Regions from separate parts of the Mus musculus genome. Here region 2 is linked to region 1. Evidence: chromatin contacts called from public promoter capture Hi-C data. All regions are on one chromosome and are shown on one strand. Each heading gives the region's core, a stretch centred on a gene start, on an enhancer-like site or on the middle of the called end of the contact. The rest is flanking DNA. Distances are from core to core; before and after follow the strand shown.

The links. Promoter capture Hi-C pulls out the DNA fragments that hold promoters and counts their contacts.
Region 2: a contact with region 1 is called in a promoter capture Hi-C map of pre-B cells, with 2.2 times the contacts expected there. The contact joins the promoter of Ramac here to the promoter of Man2a2 in region 1. A contact is called at or near these places in 2 of 39 promoter capture datasets (liver and pre-B cells).

Annotation. Positions count from the first base shown.
Region 1 is chr7:80,369,591-80,373,890 of GRCm38.p6, reverse strand. It overlaps Man2a2 (mannosidase 2, alpha 2), which reads left to right and starts at 2,516. Exons shown (of 24, transcript NM_172903.4): 1 at 2,516-2,789; 2 at 2,962-3,159; 3 at 4,146-4,298. The coding sequence starts at 4,167.
Region 2 is chr7:81,760,924-81,765,223 of GRCm38.p6, reverse strand. Ramac (RNA guanine-7 methyltransferase activating subunit) reads right to left here and starts at 2,271. Exons shown (of 3, transcript NM_025997.2): 1 at 2,168-2,271.

The sequences.
Region 1 (4,300 bases), core at 1,267-3,766:
AAAAGCGTGCGTGGAAGCCAATGGCCAACAGCAGCTGGGCAGAACTAATAGTGCTCTGCAAAAACCGAAGCTACTGTCACCTGGGATGTGGCAGGCCACCCGGGACTGACACGAGAAAACTCAAGACCACAACTGATACAAGGCCAAAGACACTCAGCCAATATTTCTGGACACTAACTGGACAGCCAAGTGGCCGAGAGATTCCCAGAAGATATGGTGTAGGCACTTAAACCCAGATAGTTCCGGTGGATAGACCACCTTGAGGGTAGACTGATTTTTTTTCTGTGTCTGACACAGCTGTCTGCATATGCACAGAAAACGGAAGCTCTGTTAAGCATTTGTTTTGTTTTGTTGAGATAGTTTTGCTGCAGAGCCCTAACTGGCCTGAAACTAATTATGTAGACTAAACTGGCTTTAAACGTGCAGATAAGAGGGAACATGGTGGCCTATACTTTTAATCCCAGTGCAGAGGCAGGCAGATCTCTAAGTAGAGTACAAGGCCTGCCTAGACTATAGAGAGAGTGCTAGGCTGGTCAGGGCTATGCAGAAAGACCCTGTCTCAAGACAAAACATAAAAGCAAAACACCACCACCAGTATCTAGGAAGAGTAGACCATCCTCTGCCTAAATATGCATCTGAAAACTGTTCTTAGCTGGATCCACAAGAAGCTGGATTGCAGGGGGATAGCACTATTGAAATCAGCTATGACAGAGTACTTGCTATTGCTGTATGGTGAGGCTGGACCACAAGTGTACTATGATTCTCTCCCAGGCCAGAGGAGGCCAGCAGACTGGAGAAAGACCCACCCCTCATCCCCATTTTGTAAAAGACTACACCTTACTGCCTTTTTATATCCCCCTTTTTTAAAAAAATTAAGTTTTTATTTATTTATATGAATACACTTTAGCTGTCTTCATGCACACTAGAAAAGGGTCTTGGATTCCATTACAGATGGTTGTGAGCCACCGTGTGGTTGCTGGAAATTGAACTGGGGACCTCTGGAAGAACAGCCAGTGCTCTAACCACTGAGCCACCTGTCCAGCTCCCCCACCCCTTTTTCCTGTTTCCGTAGCATGTAGGCTCTCTTCCTTCTTGGAGGCCACTGTAGTTACAAACTGCTTGATTCCTTCTCTCTCTCTCTCTCTCTCTCTCTCTCTCTCTCTCTCTCTCTCTCTCTCTCTCTCTGTGTGTGTGTGTGGTGTGTGTGTGTTTGCAGTCACTGTGGCACATATGTAGGAGATCAGAGGAGTCTTTCCTTCCACCACGTGGACTCTGAAGATCACACTCAGGTCATCAGGCTTGGTGGCATCTTTACCCACTGAGCCACCTCACTGGCTTCTGGGTTGCTATTATTTTTATTTTGAGACAGGGTCTCACCATGCTGCCCAGGCTGGCCTGGGACTCACCAAGATCTGCCTTATCTCTGTTTCTTGACTGCTGAGGACCTGGGTTCTGGGATGTTTTTATAAGGACAGGATAATCTGCTTTCTAAGGGCTCTGCCTTCATGAGCTAATCTTAATCTTATCAAAGCCCCACCTCCCGATATGGTCAAATCTGGGGACAGAACTTCAAGATGTGAACCTGGGGTTAGGGGTAGTCTACAACAGAGAGTAATATTTGTTTTGCTACGTAGTCCAGGCTAGTGTCCGTTTGCTGGGATCCTCTAGCCTCAACTTCCCAAGAGCTGGACTTTTAGTGGGCCAGCTCAGTTTCAGGCAGTAATTTTAGCAATCTTTTTTTCTTTTGAAACAGGATTGCAAATGTGTAGTCCAAGATAGCTTCGAATTTGTGTCAATCTGAGACAGGAGGATTTATAGGTGTGTGCCACTACGATCTAGCAAGCAATCTCCCCCCCCCCCCCCCCCAAGTAGCTATGGCTGTCCCGGAACTCAAAATGTAAAACAGACTGGCCTCGAATTCAGAGATCTCCCTGCCTCTGCCTTCCAGGTGCTGGGACTAAGCACGGGCTCCTACATCCATCCAAATATTAATCTTAAAAGGAAGAAAAGTGTGGAATTTGTGGAGATGTTCATTGCAGTATGGTATCTTACGCTGTAAATTGGAAACATGGATGCTCAATAAACCTTTAACCGGATGATATGCATTTCGCCCTTAGTGTCAGGAAACCCAGAGCCACCCGGAACTCACAAAACCTAGAGGGAGGCACTATTCCTTTGACTAAGAAACATCACTATTGAGCCAGGCAGGGAGGCCACGAAGCACCGCACGGTTTTGCCCTTTCTGCTCCTGCCTAAATCTTACTCTTGGAAGACCAAGAGAAAAAACAAAAACAAAAACAAAAAAAACAAAAACACAACAAGAAACAGTGGCGCGACCTTGCTGGGGTTCCGCCACTCCCGCCCTGCCGGGTCAACGGCTGCGCACAGCCGCCCCGCAGCCATAGCGGACCCCGGCACCGACCCAGCGGGAGGCGACCGAGTCGGGTGCCAGGGGGCGCTGCGGAACCCGGCGGGGGGCGAGGCAGCGGCGGGACCCGGCACTAGGGGACGCTGCGCGCGGTCCCCCGCGCCCCTCCTCCTGCCGGGCGCACCGCTCGGCCCCGTGGAGGCGGGAGCGCGGGAGCACAGGCGCGGGGCGAGCGCAGGGAGCGCGCAGCGGCCCTGGCCCCCGCGGGAGCGCGGCTGCGGGGCCGAGCAGGGGCGGTGGGTGGCCAGGCGTCCCTCTTAGCCTGCGCAACTGCCCGCGCGCGGGCCGCGGTCCCCCGGGATGCGAGCAGTGGCGGCTCGGCCGGCCGGGTCCCGAGCGGCGCGGAGGCCGGCCGCGTACGGTAACGGGCCAGGCGGGGCGTGGGCGAGGACTCCAGCCTGCAGGCCGCGAGCGTTGCGGCCCCCGGGTGCCGGTTGAGCCCCGAGGGCCGGAGGGGGGCTGGGCGGGCCGGAGGAGGGGGGTTACATCTCGGCAGGTAATTGCCCCACGGTGACCCAGCTCCTGCTCCCTAGCTCCGCCCTCTTTGGCCCGGACCCAATCTCCAGGGACTAAAAATATTGCCCGGAGGCTCCTGAGCGGAATCAGATCGCATTAAGTAGGACGCAGGCTGAGGTGACTGAGCTTTTCAGCACCAGGGCCCGAAGAGCAGACTCCAGAGAGCGGTCCCGCCCACGCGCGTTCAGCAGCTAGCGTCCTCCCTCCTCCGGCAGGCAAGTGGGGACTCGCGGGCGGTGGCGGCAGGCACTGTGGGTCGTCTCGAGTTGCCCCGTTTCGGAGCCGCTGTGCCTGGCTTCCGCTACCCTGGGGACTTTATCAGTCTCGCCGCTAGCTTCCTAAGAGTCCCTTTAAAGCACTCTGGAAGCCAGGACTGGAAGTTTTGCACAGCAGGAATCAGTACTGATGGGGACAATCCTAGAACTGGGTTGCGTTAGAAACATGGGCATTTCTTTTTCTCTTAAAAGAAATCCATTCTGTATTCTCTGAGATAGGATCTGGGCCAGGCACTGTTTCTGCTGAGTTCCAGTCAGCCCCAGGAGGTCACAGGGGAGGCAGGGTGTGAGTGTGTGTGTGTGGGGGGGTTGTCTGTCTCTCCAGCTGGTGATTGTACCCCTAAATCAAACAAAATAAAACCTCTTGTATTTATGTATACATCTGAAGGGAGGAAACACGTGGCTTGGGAGAGCCTTCTCAGAGTCCTGAGCAAGCTGTTTGCAATCAGTGGTTGTGTAATGAAGTGTGGGTCAGAGTTGGGGCTCTGTTATCCCTGTTTGTTTGTTTGTAATGTGTTACATTTATTTATGTGCATGTACGTCACAGAAAACATGCGGCAATCAGAGGACAATTTGTGGTAGTTGGTTTTCACCTTCCACCATATGAATCAAATGAATCGCTTTGGTTGTCAGGCTTGCCTGCAAGTGCCTCTTTACCTACTGCACCCCCACACTCCACATCCTGGTTTCTATAGCTTGGGCTGAGGGGAATCAGAACTCCTCTCCTACAGGACCAGCCCCAAATATATGTGCTACTTGTGTGTTGGGAGTCATAACCAAGATTTGGTACTTGAAAGCTTACTTGCTTTTTTACCCAGAGTCAAGCAAGTAGGTTGGTTCTCCTTGGGAGTCCACAGAGCGTTTGTTAGGAACACCAACAGAAGGGTTTTGCATGCCAGAACTACAGGTGGTGTCTCTCCTGCCAGGAACGTGCCTCCTGGGTCAGTATGAAGCTGAAAAAGCAGGTGACGGTGTGTGGGGCTGCTATCTTCTGTGTGGCCGTCTTTTCTCTGTACCTTATGCTGGACCGAGTGCAGCATGATCCTGCCAGACACCAGAATGGTGGGAACTTCCCCAGGGT
Region 2 (4,300 bases), core at 1,022-3,521, 1.4 Mb before region 1:
TCCAAGTTTCTAAACCTGGTAGGGAAAATGGCCCATGTTGTAGACCTACCATTCCTGGGCCTGAGGCAGAAGGATCAACTGAGCCTAGAAGTACAAAACCAGCTTTGGCAAAGAGAAAGGACCAAAACCTATTTTATGATTTGAGGTGTATTTAACATCATGCTAAAAACTTAAAACCACATCTTCCCCGATATCCTCAAGTCATTTTTCCTTTCTAATCACACTTTCAAGGACGCTTTGGATGGGCTACTTAACTGGAAGATAGCTTCTTCATTGTCCTGTCTTTCCTCAAAATAGGTAAAGCATTTATAACAGTACTGCCCTTATTCCAACCAAATTCAACTACAATTGCTCATTAAGTTCAAGAAACAGTACTTGGACATTTTACCTTTCAGGCTACTACTTAACTTCTACCTTATTTATTACACCTCCTTGTGCCTGGTATTGGCAAACTAGTATTAAATACCAAAAACCAAATGAGTTTAGAATAAATCCAACTAGGTTGAGGGTAGTGACACATGCCTTTCATCCCAGCACTTGGGAGGAAGAGTCAGGTGGATTTCTGTGAGTCTGAGGCTAGGCTGGTCTATAGAGTATGTTCCAGGACAGCCAGAGCGATGTAGAGAGACACTGTCTCAAAATAAGACAAGGAAAACTCCCAACTAATTAAAAGTGTCCACAATTCCAAACTACCCACAGAAGCCACTAGAAGAATGCCCCATTCCCAATTAAGACAGACATTCACAAGGCAAGGAAAAGGCACAATTTATTCTATTTTCCCCATACCCTACCACATAGGTATCTTCATACTTATTCATGAGAATGGAATTGAAACAAAACCTTAATGCAAGCTTTACTTAACCCAAGGATTTGAGACAACTATATTGTTTAATGTTTAGGTTGATTAAATATGGGCTGAGGCCAACACTACCAAAAGACAAGAGAATGTGGAAGAGGGAAAAGTCAAGAGGCCTTAACAAAGAACTACAGGCAACCAAGGAATGCGGAGAGCAAGAGAAATAGTCTTCTCAAGGGAAGAGCACACCAACTGGTTCTCTAATGCCATATTTGATTAGCCCCGAAAACACACGCATAAGTAACAATATATGAACTGAGCAGGTTGTATATATCTACATATTACTAAAGAGACTATGAATTTGAAAGAGCTGAGGGGATAAAGGGAGGGTCTAAAGGGAGGAAAGGGAAAAATGTTATTATGATGTAAAAATATACAATACATATGTATAATAATCACATAAAGCACAATTACATAATATATAAAATATAATTATATAATAAACATATAAAAGAAATAATAGAATAAATAATATTAAGAAAATACGGCTGGGGGGAAGGGGGTCTTGGAAGAAACCTCAAAAGATGAGGGAAGTGTCAGAGAGATAGCTCAGTGGTCGAGAGCGCTCACTACCCTTCCGATGGACCACAGATCAGATCGCAGCACCCACGCTGCTCTCAGCTGCCTGTAATATAGCTCCAGGGGAACAGACGCCCTCTTCCGGCCTCTGCGGGCGCCAGCACACGCAACCCGCAGACAGACAGACACACAACCCGCAGACAGACAATTCTTCCCCACCCCGCAAAGGCGTGCGTGGGCAGAGGAGCTGTGCACACACACGTCTCGATCTGAGTGGGCAGGATTAGAGACCCAAGGATCTCAGTCCTAGCAGCCTACGAGGAAACTCGAGCTTCCACGGAGGAACTCGGAGAGGCGACGACCCTCGTCGCCTCGGTCGTCACCAGCTACAAGCTAGGTCAGGCACGGGCAACCAGGGGCCGCGCGCTCTCTGTCGCTGCGGCCGACAGCCTTCCTGGCACTTGGATCCCACCAACCTCCTCACCACATAGAGAACCGCACAGAGCTTTGCCTGCGGTCGGCCGACCCTGGCTCGGCTGCTCTCCAGAGCGGAGCCCCGAGCACGGAGCAGGATGACTGACTAACCACTGCGCATCCCAGCCCGCCAGCCGACGCGCGGCTGACGACGGCCGGGACAAAGCGGCTCCTTCCAGAACTGCCGTCAGGAGCCGAGCTGCGGAGAAAGAGGCTCCGAGGGGCAGCGACCTCCGGCCTCTCGCACTTTCCGGCCCCAGGCCCCCATCACCTCCGCCGCCCCGGGTGGGAGATTCATCCGCCATGTGCGGTACTCACCCTTCATGGGACGCACTGGAGACCTCGGGCGTCCACACCGCCGCACCCCACCCGGCTCTCCAAGGTAAACAAACGCTCAGGAATCCCTCAACCACCCGACTTCCGCTTCCGGAGCGTGTAAGGCGGAGTCTCGTGCCAAGTCTCTCGAGATCTAGAAATCCTCGCTTCCCCCTCCCCCCCCGCCACGCCCCTCACATTCGAACCTTGGCGCGGCCCTAGGGAAGCTCCGCAGGGTCGAGCAAAGTGGCGATGGTGGGCAGTGCGGTCATTCGCAGCCAGTGCCTGGTGACCGTCGGGGAGAGGATATCGTCATGTATAAAATCCCTCGAACTGGCAGTGCCTGGTGCACTGGTACGGGAAGTCTGAGAGTAGGACTAGGAGGGAAGGCTGCTTGTCAATGGAGACCCCAAAGCCGGAGCCCGGGCGGCGGGGCGGAGGAGCAGACGAGACTGCTCTGCTTGGGCGATGCCCACCCGGTTCTTAGCCGGCCTGGGCAGTAAGGCTCCTGCGCACCGTTGTCTATGTGTGTTTGCAGAGACGAACCCACGCCTCCACTGCCCGTATTCCGCTCGCTCCCGAAGTCTCCGCTCTTCTCGGTTGTTTGCAAGTGTGGCAATGCCAGCTGTTGACTAGCCACTTTTCTCAGATTGCTCCCCGGACCTTGCCCTCCTCTTGGGAATACGATCAGCCTGGAAAGTTTAGTGTCAAAATGGGATACCTTAGGGCTGGAGAGGATAAGAACACTTACTGCTCTTCTTGGAGCCCTGAGTTCAATCCCCAGCAACCACATGGTGGCTCACAGCCATCTGTAATGGGATCTGATGCCCTCTTCTGGTGTGTCTGGAAACAACTATAGTGTACTCATAAATAAAATAAAGCTAAAAAAAGAATACCTTTTCTTTCCACGCCCTGGTCAGATGTCTCGTTCTGTTATTTGGTCCTTGTGACTCTGGTTTTCATCCATTCCCATCCCCACTGACTCCTCATCCAAGTTCTCTCTACACTCCCTGAACAGAGCACCGATGCCCTTCTTCCTAAGTCACTGCCCCTCACCAGCATATCACCAGACAACTGCCGTAGTTATAGTCATATTCAAGCACAACTGGGATGCAAGATATTCAATAACTCCTTGCTGCCAAGGCCAACAATCTTAATTTGGATTCAAAATTCTATTTTCTGATATTTCTCTTTCATTCCCTCACAGTAAAGCAGACCAAATGCAGTAGTTCACGAATACTCATTATGTTTTTATAGCTTGCCAGTGTTCCCTTATGCTTAGAATATTGCCACTCCCCTACACACACACACCCCACCACCTCACCACCACCACGACCTCCAGATGTTGACATTGATATTACATCCATTCTCTAAGACTTTACAGGGAATGAGTTTTACTTCTGCTGGGTTCCACAGTACCTTCAGAACTTTATGTGTTAATACCATTTTCTACCTGTTTATACACACCTTTAATTTGTACATCACACTAGTATATAACACCGTACATAACTCAGTACTAGTATATAACTCGGTACCTACTTGTGGGATGAACAGTGGAACTATGTTCTAAACTATCCACGCCATAGTTTAGAAACACCAATGTAACAAAAATAGGCCAGTGCTGATGTGGGGATGCAGGTCACAGAAACAGTCATTACTAAATAGGCGATGGAAGACGAACAGGCGTGGAAAACGGAGACGAATCCACTTCTTCGGGCCTCAGAGTTGGCACTGGAGGACTTTCAGTTCCATTTGATTGAACTAGTTAAGAGCACGAAGTGATAAAGAGCACAGTGGTGATGGACACCCAACCCTAGGGCGGTGGAGGGGGATGATGGGTTCAAGGTCACCCTCAGCTACATGAGACTGTCTTTAAAAAAATTCCCTGGTTTAATAGTTCATCATAAAGTAGCAATGCTATGTGTGATAACCACTGCATAACAGAATTACATGTTTATAAATAGTCTTTTTTCTAATTTATTTATTTTTACTAGGTATTTTCTTCATTTACATTTCCAATGCTATCCCAAAAGTCCCCCATACTCTCCCCCACTCCCCTACCCACCCACTCCCACTTCTTGGCCCTGGCATTCCCTGTACTGAGGCATATAAAGTTTGCACGACCAATGGGCCTCT